Regions from separate parts of the Mus musculus genome. Here regions 1 and 2 are each linked to region 3. The links are chromatin contacts, called in public HiCAR-type and promoter capture Hi-C maps. All regions are on one chromosome and are shown on one strand. Each heading gives the region's core, a stretch centred on a gene start, on an enhancer-like site or on the middle of the called end of the contact. The rest is flanking DNA. Distances are from core to core; before and after follow the strand shown.

Region 1 (4,132 bases), core at 113-2,612, 2.6 Mb after region 3:
CATAAGAACTGTACTGTCTACTAAGTTGATCCAATATAATTTTGTGTGATTCAGCCAAGTATTTTTTAAGTTCCTTTTGGATAAGAAGTAAAAGAGGAGCTGAACTGAGGAGTGTAGCTATCTTCCCTAACACAGTCACTGTTCCCTCAAGTTTGTTCATTATGTCAGACCAAGTATTTCCTGTGACAAGTGGCCTTTTTAGAAGATGCTCCCTTCAAAAGTAACTATTCTAGTAGGAAAGAAAAAGACTTCAGAAGAAAAGAGCACTAATCAAATAATAATCAAATCCTTAGTTACAACTGGAGGGATAGAATGCCCAAAAATCAATTCTAGAATATGTACTTAAATCTGAATACACATCTGTGTATTATTCCTTTTCCACAGAAACTCAAACCTGAGAAAATGAGTTTAAATTGTATGCAGAAAAGTATTCCAACTGCTAGGATGCTTCTACAATTAACAAAAATTGTTTCCCATCTTATTTTTGGTAAATAACTAAGCTTTTGGATATTTATTCTTGATAACTAACCTTTGGACATATTAACATTAATATTGTTGCTGCTTACTCTGAGGACAAGTTATGTAACTTTTTACAGTTGCTGATACTGATCTGATGGCTTAAAGCCCTTAAAAGCCAGCCCATTGAGATGAAGAATCGGGGTTGCAGAGCGCTAGGGTTAAAGCTACAGCTTTAGACTTTGACCCAAGTATTTAGCCACCTATTTACAGTAGAAATGACCATAAAGCACTGCACCGGAAACAAGATATGTGTATGATGGATAGTTGCTTATAATAATGACAGTCCTTATTACATGAATTTATCTAACAGAAATTACATACTACTTAAGAGAGAAGGTAGGCTCTCAGGCACTTTTTAAAAAGTCCTTGCAAAGGAGTCTTTGAACGGAGTTCCCAAAGCTATGGGGCCAAGTCTAATGAAGCTGGTTCCCTTCCCTTAGGCTCTCTCCTACTTTTATTTTATTTGCTTGTTTGTTCTTTTATGGGAGAGTGGGGGTGGGAGGGAGAGAGGGAGGGAGGGAGGGAGGGAGGGAGGGAGGGAGGGAGGGAGGGAGACAAGGTCTCACTGTGTAGCCCTTAAACTAACTATCCTTGAACTCGGTATATAGACCAAGCTGACCCTGAACTCAGAAATCCTCCTACTCTGCCTCCCAAGTGCTGAGATGAAATATGCATTATTAGCCAGGAGCGCAGGGCAGCTAGCCTACCAGGGGCCTGAACTGCGCTGCCCCGCCCTCCCTGGCAGGGATGAGTGACAGCGACAGCGACAGGTGCTGAGAGCAGAGGCGTCCGCTGCTTCTGTGTGTGGCGCCCGGAAGGGGGAGCAGAGTTTGCACGTGGGAACTTGTCTTCCTGTCTTCGAGCCAGCTTTCGGAAGTCCCCAGAGGCCACTCTCTGTAGTAGACCCTAGAGGTCGGCCCTCCAGGGCAGGGAAGGCTCGCCGCTCTTGCCTTCCGCGGCGCGTTCCCCTCCGCTCGCAGTGCTCGCGTCCGTCCGTCCAGCCGTCCGTCCTGCCGCCGCTGGCAGTCGCGGTGCGCGCCGTCCGTGCCGCCGCCCCGGCGGCCCCGGGACTTGCGCACAGCGCCACCGCCACCGCCGCCGCGCAGCCCGCCTCCCCCGCCCCCACAGGGCAGCTCGCCCGGCTCGGAGACTGCGCCACTGCAGCCGCCGCCGTCGCCGCCAGGGGGAGCGAGTCCCCGACGGGAGACGCGCCGGCTCGCTTCCTGCGAACGCGCCTTCCAACTTGAGCTTCCCGCGAACTCCGGAGATTAGAAAGATGGAGACCGAGTCCCGGGCGGTGAGTGCTGAGGGCCGGCCGGACTCTGCGCGGCCCGGCTTCGGACGGGCTGGAAAGAGTGGACTTTGGAGTCGAAAGCCTTGCTGTGGGGTTGGGAAGGAACGCGCCGCGGGAGGGCAGCGGGCAGCCCCGCTGAGGAGAGCGGCCCCTCGGGCTGTGTGAGAAGGGGCGCTGGGGGTGGGGGAGGCGGCGCTGGCCCTCGGTGGGGCGGACGGGCAGCTCGGGGGAAACGGCCATCGGCCAAACATGCCTAGCGAGCGGCCGCCCTCAAGTGTTCCCGCCCGGACGGCGGCGCCCTCGACGGCTCGCCCTTTTCAGGACACGTTCTCGCGGGCACGAGTTGCGCGGCCGTCGTCGACGCCCCGACCCGGGGCAAGGCCTGAGCCCGGGAAGGCCTGAGCTACGCGCGCTGCCCTGTCAGGCCTGGGCCCGGCTGGGGCCTAGGGGCCCCCACCGCCCCCGCCCTCCCAGTGCAGCCTGGTAACGTGCCGCGCCCCGCCCCGTGCCCGGCCGCCAGCCAATCAGCATGCGCCCACGCAAGGCCGCGGCCCCGCCTTGCACGAGGCGGCCAGCGCGTGGTAGGTGCCGTTGAGGGTTCCCGCCACCGCTGCTGGCGGGTTTGCCTGACAAAATTTCTCGCTGGCTGGCCTTCTTTTCCCTCCCGCACTTTGGTGGGGAGGGGGGAGACCCTCGTGTCGGTGTCCCGGTCCACGATGACCCGAGAGAACCCGAGGACGTTGTCAATCCGGCCATTTGCCCCATCGCCTCAGCCTGCTGGCCTCCGAGGGGAAGGAGCACCGAGGCGGTGACTGCGACGGTTAGCCCACCTCTTCCTTTGTCTTTGCAAAGATGATCCATCTCGAGGTCGAGGTTAAGCCTCAGAGGAGACGGCACTAGGGCCATGTTACCTTGGAAGAGCATCTTAAGAAACTCGTTGGTGGTCGAGCTTTACGGGGAAGCAGAGGGTCCAGACTAAGGATCCTGGAGCAGGCAGCCTCCTAGCTCCATGCTTTCAAATGGTTGACAGTGGGAGGTTCCCTCTCCTCAAATTCAGTGCTAACCTCGAAGGAACTTGATGTTACCTCTGTCAGAGCCTTGTTGCCTCTAACCATAAAATGGGTTCTAGAATGTTACTGATACTTCGGTCCTTACCCAAATGTTGACCAAGTACCAAGCAGGTCTCTCCTGAAACCTGGTTTATACAGTCAACAGATAGATAGGCACTGAACACTTGCTATGCGATGTTTCTGTTTTGCATGTCGCAGTGAGTTAAAAAAAAAATAGGCAAGCATCCTGTCTTCATGAATATTACAGCATAGTAATATATTACAGGTATATATGTGGTATCTTAGAAAATAAGAAAGAAAGCCATAACATCCACACTGGAGCCTTAAAAACAGGGACTGAAGTGATTTGGTTGTTTTAAAATCATTTTCTCAGTGTTTGAGGTCTCTTCACTTGGGACTGATTTCATCCACCTCTCACAGGAAAATGGAGTCTTCTTACTTAAACTTGAAAACAAACTAGTACTTCCATTGAACTCCTTTGTTTTTACAGAATTTTGTGAAGACATCATTATTTAACAAATTCTATACTAGAAATAAATTGGCACTGATATTGATATGTTCAGCCTTCTAAATTAGAAGTATAAACATAATGGATATATACCAATTTGTTTTGGGTTTTTTTGTTGTTTTGTTTTTTACAAGACAGGGTTTCTCTATGTAGCCTTGGCTGTCTGGGAACTCATTCTATAGCCCACAGACACATTTGTAATTGAGTTGTCTGTGAAGTCATTGGTCAAAGGAAGAAAGTACACCATGGGGCCTCTCAGGTGTTAAGAACACAATTTATACAAAATGGGCTTGAGACTTTTAGAATTCCAGGTAGAAGGGCTTTACCTGAAATGCGTATTGTAAGGAAACGGGAATGTTTCTGTGGTTGTGTGTATTATTGCTTTAAAAGTAAGATTGGTAAAGGAGAACAGTTGCTCAGAATATCCAGGATTAAGCAATGTTTGGTAGTTCTTGTGGTTTAGACAGTGCTTTTGTTTTTATAGGTATTTAGACACGATTAAAGAATTTTTTTTATCTTGCTCCATTATAATTACAGTGACCTTGTCTAATGCTGATGTTCTGTTAACAAGAGAACACCACTGCCTAACTGAGTGCCAGGCCAACTTAACACCTGGACAGAATGGTTGAGACAAAGCTTCTCCAGATATCTGAGTCTTTTTTTCTCCCTCTTTGACTTCTTTATGAATTTAGTATTCTTCCTTAACAAATAGCCTATCGCATAATTAATGTAAGTACATTT
Region 2 (3,800 bases), core at 384-2,883, 2.7 Mb after region 3:
ATTTACCCAGAATTCCCTTCCGCTGACTATGCCCATCCTTTAACATGGAGACCATGGAATGCTCTCCTATACAAAATGCTTTTGAGAAGTAAAATACTTAAAGAAGTACGGAGCAAAAGATGACAGTGATCCACAGACTAAATAACCCACACGCTCCTTCCAGGGTTTTCATGTGCACAATTTAATGGGCTGAATTTTTCCTCACCACTGGCACTCTCCAGGTTCTCAAAGGAGATCAGGGTTGATTTTGTAAATAGTTGAAGTGGTGCCGAAATCACTTCCTTCCAATCCTGACGCCAGCTCTGTCTCATAGGAGCATTGCTCTCTGCAGGCCGGGTGCTAGGGCAGAACACCAGTTCTCTCCCAGTCTTGAAAGCCATCCTGTGGCAGATGTCCCACTAGGGACAGTTTAAGAGGAAAAGAAGTTGGTACTCAAAGAAGTCAAGTAACCTGCCCAAGAGCATCTCTGTGGTAAGCATGAGGAGACTGCACTCACAAGCAGCCTGCTTCCAGGCCTCCCTCTGAGTGGCTGGAGCACACATCCTATTGTGCACAGCACAACAATAAATGTGCATTGCAGTGGCTCCATGTAAACCACCCTTTACCTCGGCATGCAGCAAATTACCATTTACATTACAAATAAGATTAAAGGAGTCAACTTATCTACATTTGATTTTTTTTTTTTTAACTAAGGCCATTTTGAGACCCATAGCACTGTGGTCAGGCAGTACTAAGTCCTCTAATAGGGGTGTTTTAAGTCAAAAGCATTGGGCTTGTGAGCTGCCTAACCCAAGGGCACTGGCTGCTTTTGAGGTGTGGTTCCAGCACTCACAAGGGAGTTTATAGCCACTTGTTGCCCCAGGTCCAAAGGGTCTGACGCCCCTCCTCTGGGGGAGGGTCCCTGCACCACACACAAGCACATACATAAATAAAATAACAAACCAAGAATGCTGGAGGGAACTAATTCCTCTGTAACTGTCTCATCTTTGCAATTACATAGGATGTTTTTCCTTTTAACTGTTTTTTTCTTTTTTCATTAGTGCATGATAATTGAACAAAAGAAAAATTAAAATCATAGTGACATTTCTATATATCTATTCAATGTACTTTGACCACATTCACTCTTTCTTCCCCAAGTATTTATGAAATAGCTTACGTTTTTGTGCTTTTTTTATACTTGGTGGTTTTAATCAGCACATCTTTCCAGAAAAAAAAAAAAAAAAAAAAAAAACCCGCTGTGTGGAAAGAAGTTTTCCACCTAGGACTGAGAACTTTCTAGGTCTCTCTCTCTCTCTCTCTCTCTCTCTCTCTCTCTCTCTCTCTCCCTCCCTCCCTCCCTCCCTCTCCCTCTTCCTCTTCCTCTTCCTCTCCCCTCTGTTGTTTCCTCAGAAAGCTCACTTCCTTTCTGGAATTAATATTGTTTCCAACACGTTAAGAAACAATCTCTGTCTCTCTCTCTCTCTCTCTATCTATCTCTCTCTCTCTCTGTCTCTCTGTCTCTGTCTCTCTCTCTGTCTCTCTCTCTCTGTCTCTCTCTGTCTCTCTCTCTCTCCTTCTCTCTTCCCCCTCCCTCTGTCCTTTCCTCTCTCCTTCCTTTCCTCCCTCCCTTCCCTCTCCCCCTCCCTTCTGCTTCCTCGGTAGAAGCCGGGAAGCACAGGACTGACCAGAAGAAACAGAAAGAACCGCATCACTTTGACTGACTTTATCTTCTATCCGTAGATAATCACACCAGAGTTGCACTTTTGTCTTTAATTCCGTTTCTGGACACCTCTTTTCCATTCAGCCAACTGGGTGAGACAAAGCCCGTCGGTGCCCTGAGCCGCAGAACTCTGGTCGGGGGCTGGCTGGCTGTAAATTGACGTGGCATGGAAATTCTCCACTAAGTTGCAGCAGCTCACGAGCTCCTCAAAGATCGAGCCCAGCCTCCGGGAGCTGGAGCTAAGGCTCAGTAACAGTAACGTTAAAGAAGAATGGATAAAAGTCCCCAGCTCCTCGCCTTGGACCCGCCGCTTTCTTTCTGGCTATCTGTCATTTCGCTGAAAACCAAATCAAAGCAGTTAGTCTGTAACTTTGTTTTCGCAGCTTAAACAACAAAATTGACCGCGCTTGCTCCTCCGGCTCTCCCCTGCAATCTTAACTCCTTGCAGACTTTGCCATGGGGTGCGGACTTAGGAAGCTGGAAGACCCTGATGAAAGCAGCCCTGGAAAAATATTTTCTACCCTGAAGAGACCGCAAGTGGAAACAAAGACAGAATTTGCTTATGAATACGCCCTGCTGGACTTTACTTTACAAGGTACTCCTTATTTCTATTGTAGCTAGTGTCTGTCTCCAAAATAAGAGAAGACTACGTTTCTGAAGTGTGGACCTGTGGAGTCTTAAGCTCTTTTCCATAATGAAATTGGTCCATCTAACAATGACGCTTTGTTTCTTAATTATATTTGGGGAGATTTTGGGTTGTATTTTGTTTTGTGTGCTTTTTTTTTTTTTTAACATGGCTTATATATACTATACAAAATTAAGAAAACTACTTGGAAATGTTCCTTTTATTTTTAAAGCAAATGGGACAAATGTTTGATTTCTAGGCCAAATTGCTGGAGCCTTAATGACAGCTTGTGTTTTGAAAAGATTTGAAAGGCAGGGACTGTGGGCTATGGGCAGTGCTACTTGTATGCAGTTGTGGAAAACTCCGCCAAGGCAATTCTGAGGTGGCCAGTGTGCTGAATTGTGTGTTGCTCATGTGATAGGTTTGACCAAACTAAAGGTTGAAAGAAATTAGTTGTTTTTGGTTTTGTTTTAATGGGGGAAAGTAGCCTACAGAAGGCACTCCCTCGGCTGGGTGCTCCGTCCCTAACAGAGAAACTCTGTTCCAAAAAGTTGAAAACACAAACAAACAAGCCCAGATGGCAGCTCCAGCAAGGGAAGGGAGGGAAGGGGCTGAGGTGCCTCCTCTTGACCCAAGTCTTTGCCTCCCTCCTCTCTGGAAACCCTGAATACTGCTTCAGAGTCCCTGAGACACAGGACATAGCAGGGTTTAAAGCGAACTGCGTCTGTAATTATGATGTGCTAAAAAAACAAAGAAATTAAATTTAGAGAAATTTGCTTGCTGAATTTTCCAAATACTAGTATTAAGTTCCTATTTTAATTCTTTGATTCTACAGCCCATTAGTTAATTGAAAACTGTACTGCGCATCCAACTAGATGCTTTTACTCCCTACCACCACTGCCGCCTTCCCCCTGAAAACAGTGCATCTTTGTGCACGAAGCAAGAGCAGCCCATTTTTCTTTGTTAAAAACTGAGCTGGCCAGCAAGTAAAATTCAGAGACACAGAAGATCTGTACCTGTGCTTCGAACATATTCCCCACTTTTTTTGATCAAAGAATCCAAGTAAGGACAAGGCTGCCAAAAGAAGAAAAGTTAATATTCTCAATGTTCTTCTTTGTTGTGTGAATTTAAAGTGGATTGAGTTAATGCTGATGGAAAAGTAGCCAAAAAGTCATGAATTTTTATATGCCTTTTTAAAAAGTCATTCGGGAAAATTCTTTGAGACAGGGAGCTTCTACAGTGTGGTTCTCGTCCTTACCAATACAGACTGGATAGGGCAGAAACGCACAGGGTGGGAAAGCATGCCTTTCTTGTGTATCCCGGAAGCTGTAGGCTAGAACCATTGTCTTGTGCACCTTAGGATCCTGAGGCACAGCTCACCTTAGGGCTATAGAGCTTCAAGAAGCTAACATTTTTCTGATTCATGCCATTTCAAAACATTAGCACCTCCAACAAATTTCTATATATGTGATTACC
Region 3 (3,945 bases), core at 793-3,292:
AAGTGAGTTCCAGGACAGCTAGGGCTATACAGAGAAACCCTGTCTCAAAAACAAAAAAACAGACTAATAAATAAATAAATAAATAAGGAAAGAAAGAAAGAAGGAAGGAAGGAAGAAAGAAAGGAAGGCAAGCAAGGATCCATCTACTTTTCTCTGTAGCCATCACAGGTCAGATAGAAGCTATTACTCTTCTCCTCTAGATTATTACAACACTTAATTGCTTCAATAGTATACCTTTCCCGTAAATTCTTATCTCAGTCTATAGACAGACAGACACACACACCCCATATTACTTCCTTGCTTCAGCCCAGAATGGTTTCCTGTTATGCTTAAACTAAGACAAGAGCCTCAGCTGGTTCAGATGTAATTCCACCACTCAGCAGGAGGACAGTGAGCGCCAGGCTAGCCCAGCTGACATAGCAAAGCCCTCATTCATAAAAAAGATTTTAAAAACCTAACTGTTCAGCTTGTGTCTCTCTCCTTTCCCTATATCCCAGTGCCTACCCCAGCCTCAGGTATACTAGCTTCTTTTCTTTCTACCAATTTCCAAGTTCTTTTTTCCCCTAAAATATTATTATTGAGTCTCTTCAGAAAGTGAACACATTCACGTTTTTAGCTCTTGGAGTGAAGTCCTACCAACCAGTGAGGGACTCTCCATTCAAGCTTCATTCATTTCAACTCAACGTTGCCCTGCCTCTACTCTGAGGTAGCCATTATCCTCTGTAACTATTTTGATTGGTGTCTGTTTTGACCCCCACCCCCGCCCCAAAGAGGAGGAAGAGGAGGCAGCCATGGGCTTTCTACAGTCCATGATCTAAGAATACATACTACATATTTTAATGTTACAAAAAAAAAAGAAATCTCATTTTGAAGAATATTTCCTGACTCATGCAATAAGAAAATTTACTTTCACTGCCCATATAAAGCTGAAATACAGCACTGCTCAATTCAGTTTCTTTCATTGTCTATGTCTACTTTCACACCACACTAGGAAAGCTGATCGATCAGCTATGCTTAAAATGCAGAATTTTTTTTTTCCCAGATAAGATAGGTGAGGCAAATGCCTACATGTGTCTACGTGGGCATTTGGAGAGAGGACTACTGTTAGGGAAATACTACTTTGAATTGGCTAGCGTCATCCCATGGGTTGGGACTCTATGCTCCCTGCTGTTAGGAACTGATACCTTTGAAACTCAGGGCCAAAATAAACCCTCACTCCTTTAAGTTGTGTGTGTCAGGTCTTTTGGTTACAGTGATTAAAAATACTAAAATGTAAACTATTGACACTGTCTTGGCCAGCGCTCCATTCTCAGAGCCTGGTCTCTATCCTGTGAGAAATCACGGCAGCTTGAACAAACCTTCCCTGTCTCCCAAGACTTTTTAGCTGAAGGGCAGGCTGCCATACTTCTGGCTGGCTTCTTTCCTAAGACCTGTAAAAGAGGACTTTAGAATCTAGTAAGGAGCGAAGTGCCCGGAAAACAGGACTGTTTCACTCATCTTGAAATACATAGCCCTATACAGTTGGAAGATTTAAGTGTTATGGGGGTTTTATTAAGAAGAAATTAAATAGTTCTACAAGCGACTTAATACAGTGCTGGGTGTGCAAGAATGTTGAATGGAGGGTTGTCCTCCCTCCTCGGTTTTCCTTCCTGTAACAAGAATAAAACTACCATCTTAATTCTGATGTATGAAATTTCCAAAGATTTAATAAATATTTTTAGAAACCAACCACCATCTTTTACAGGTATAAAGTGTGCCTTGTGGAAAAGCTTTGCACGCCACAAACTATGCAAATGGGTAGATCCAAGTTCTAATATGTTAATGGAGTAGCTTCCCCTGGGGCTGGAAAACATCCTGTTCCACCAGAGGGGCCTAGACTCCGGGAAAATTCAGGAACGTTCTTGGGGCGTGGCCACCGCCGTCCCGTGGGCGGGGCGGGTCCGGGGCGAGGCCTCCCTTTTGGCGCACTGCACGTTGGGACCGCACGGGGGCGCCGCGGGTTGCTCCGCTCTACCAATCGTGGAGCATCCGAGTAGGCGACGGCTTACTTCCGCGTCCGGGCCCGGCTGCGTTGGGCGGCTGCGCCCAGGGACTGGCGGCCGCAGGTCAGTAAGCAGTCGCCGCTCCGCCCGCCGGTGTGGAGGAACCGGGCTCCGGGTGGGTGGCGGGCCCCGAAGCCTTGCGGGGCATCCTGAGGGAGGCCCCGGCCGGCCTCTCTGATGAAACGGGCGCTTTGGGTACCAGGCTTCGTTGTAGACCGAATTGGGGTCCGCTGGCCCAGGAAGACTTTGGCGGGGCCTGGTGATTCCCCATCTTTCCCGGTTTTGTCCAGCCGTGGCGAAGGGGCGTGAGCCCCATGAGCTGTGTTTCTCAAAAGTGTAGTCGGCGCCCGTCCCCACCTCTCAGACTTTGTGAATCAGACCCTGATGTGGCCGGGAGTCTGCCTTTTCAGCAGACATCCTCGACGGTTTGGTGCATCGTGCGGGAACCCTGCCTTCTCACAACAGAGTCCTCAGTGGGTGCATCGAGGAGTGTCATCACGGGGCCTGGCCTTGGGCTGCGGTCCCCAAATGGCAGCTGATAGTCAGTGAAGGGCCTAAACCAGGTGGAAGTTGTGTTAAAGGGATGGTCTGTGGGAGCATCCGTGAGAACCTGAAGCTGGCCCTTCTGGTTCACCTGGCTGCCCTGGGTTGTGACAGGCTCCACTGCTTATTATCAGGCAAGTCTGTGTAGACACCACACACATCAGTGAATTTTTTGCCCCTAGTGTTCTGTGTTAGTAGGGACAGTAAAATTTGTATGATAAAGTTTTTCTATGAATTAGGTAATGTTTCTTCACAGTGTCAGATACACAATAAGCATTCAGTAAATGGAGATTACTAAGAATGGCAGTGCCTTTGCTTTTATTGGGCTTATGGACAAAATAAAAATTAAAAAAAAATAGAGATTTAAACACATGGTGTAAGATCTGTATGAGAGTTTGTTGTGCAGGGGTACCAATTCCGCGCAGAAAGATCTTGCAAGAGATGAATCTTTATGTACGAACATGAGAAAATTCTAGAGAGCAGGTGTCTGTGAACAGTGTGAACCAGTTGGTTGCTCTGCTTCATGATTGGTTAGAGTGCTACTTCCAGGACTTTAAGGCAGCAGGAGGTCACGCCAGTAAGTGTTTTTGGAGGCCTGGACCTTGTTGGGTTCCTAATGAATTTTGTCTATTGTCCTTTTCTCAGATTCATAATGGCATATGGTGAAGTTGGTGTCTGTGGGGAAGGATTTTAGTTGATCATTTAGTAACACTGAATTGGCATGGATTCAGTTGAGTTTAGCAGTAAGTTTTTCACTTACTATGAAAGTGTAGAAGCTGCAGATTTCCAGGGGTGAGGATCTTAAACTTTGTCTTTTAGCCCGTTTCAGATTCCATAGAGAGCTCTTCCCCACAACCTTGTCCGTTTTAAAGCGAAGGAGCTGGATGACAGACAGGGTGTGACCTAAGGATCTAGAGCAGTCTGTAGAAATAGAATTCAGTTTTGGACATTTTATTTGTTTTTGTGTACATGGGTGTTTTGCCTGCCTTGTTTCTGTGTGCTGTAGATGGGCAGTGCCCCTAGAGACTGGAAGAGGTTATCAGATCACCGGAGTCACAGACTATCATTGTAAGGCATATGGTACTGAGAATTAAACCTGGGTCTTTTGTAAAAATAGCCATGTTTTCTTAACCACTTAGCCATCTCTCTAGCCCTTGGCATAAATAGAATTCTGATCTCAGTTAATGATATATTACTTAATTATATAGTTAACTACAATGTAATGATTCCAGTTATCCTTAATTTCTGCTCTTTGTTTCTTTAATCTCCAAAGTTTTATTTCAAGTTCCTCAGTGTATACCTTAAGGGAAATTTTGTAGGATCATACATGGCCTGTCATTTATTGTGCCACATGATTTGT

What was found. Promoter capture Hi-C pulls out the DNA fragments that hold promoters and counts their contacts. HiCAR-type assays count read pairs that join an accessible place to other places.
Region 1: a contact with region 3 is called in a promoter capture Hi-C map of pre-B cells, with 4 times the contacts expected there. The contact joins the promoter of Boll here to the promoter of Kctd18 in region 3. A contact is called at or near these places in 2 of 39 promoter capture datasets (hippocampal neurons and pre-B cells).
Region 2: a contact with region 3 is called in a HiCAR-type map of astrocytes, with 5 times the contacts expected there. The contact joins the promoter of Rftn2 here to the promoter of Kctd18 in region 3. A contact is called at or near these places in 1 of 39 promoter capture datasets (the C10 cell line), 1 of 115 datasets of contacts at active chromatin or transcription factors (astrocytes) and 2 of 9 other capture datasets (adipose tissue and liver).

Annotation. Positions count from the first base shown.
Region 1 is chr1:55,360,983-55,365,114 of GRCm38.p6, reverse strand. It overlaps Boll (boule homolog, RNA binding protein), which reads left to right and starts at 1,362. Exons shown (of 11, transcript NM_001368767.1): 1 at 1,362-1,816. The coding sequence starts at 1,796.
Region 2 is chr1:55,224,615-55,228,414 of GRCm38.p6, reverse strand. Rftn2 (raftlin family member 2) reads left to right here and starts at 1,633. Exons shown (of 9, transcript NM_028713.1): 1 at 1,633-2,294. The coding sequence starts at 2,156. Gm10561 (predicted gene 10561) reads right to left here and starts at 1,798. Exons shown (of 4, transcript NR_166489.1): 1 at 1,665-1,798.
Region 3 is chr1:57,968,181-57,972,125 of GRCm38.p6, reverse strand. It overlaps Kctd18 (potassium channel tetramerisation domain containing 18), which reads left to right and starts at 2,042. Exons shown (of 7, transcript NM_001159864.1): 1 at 2,042-2,105.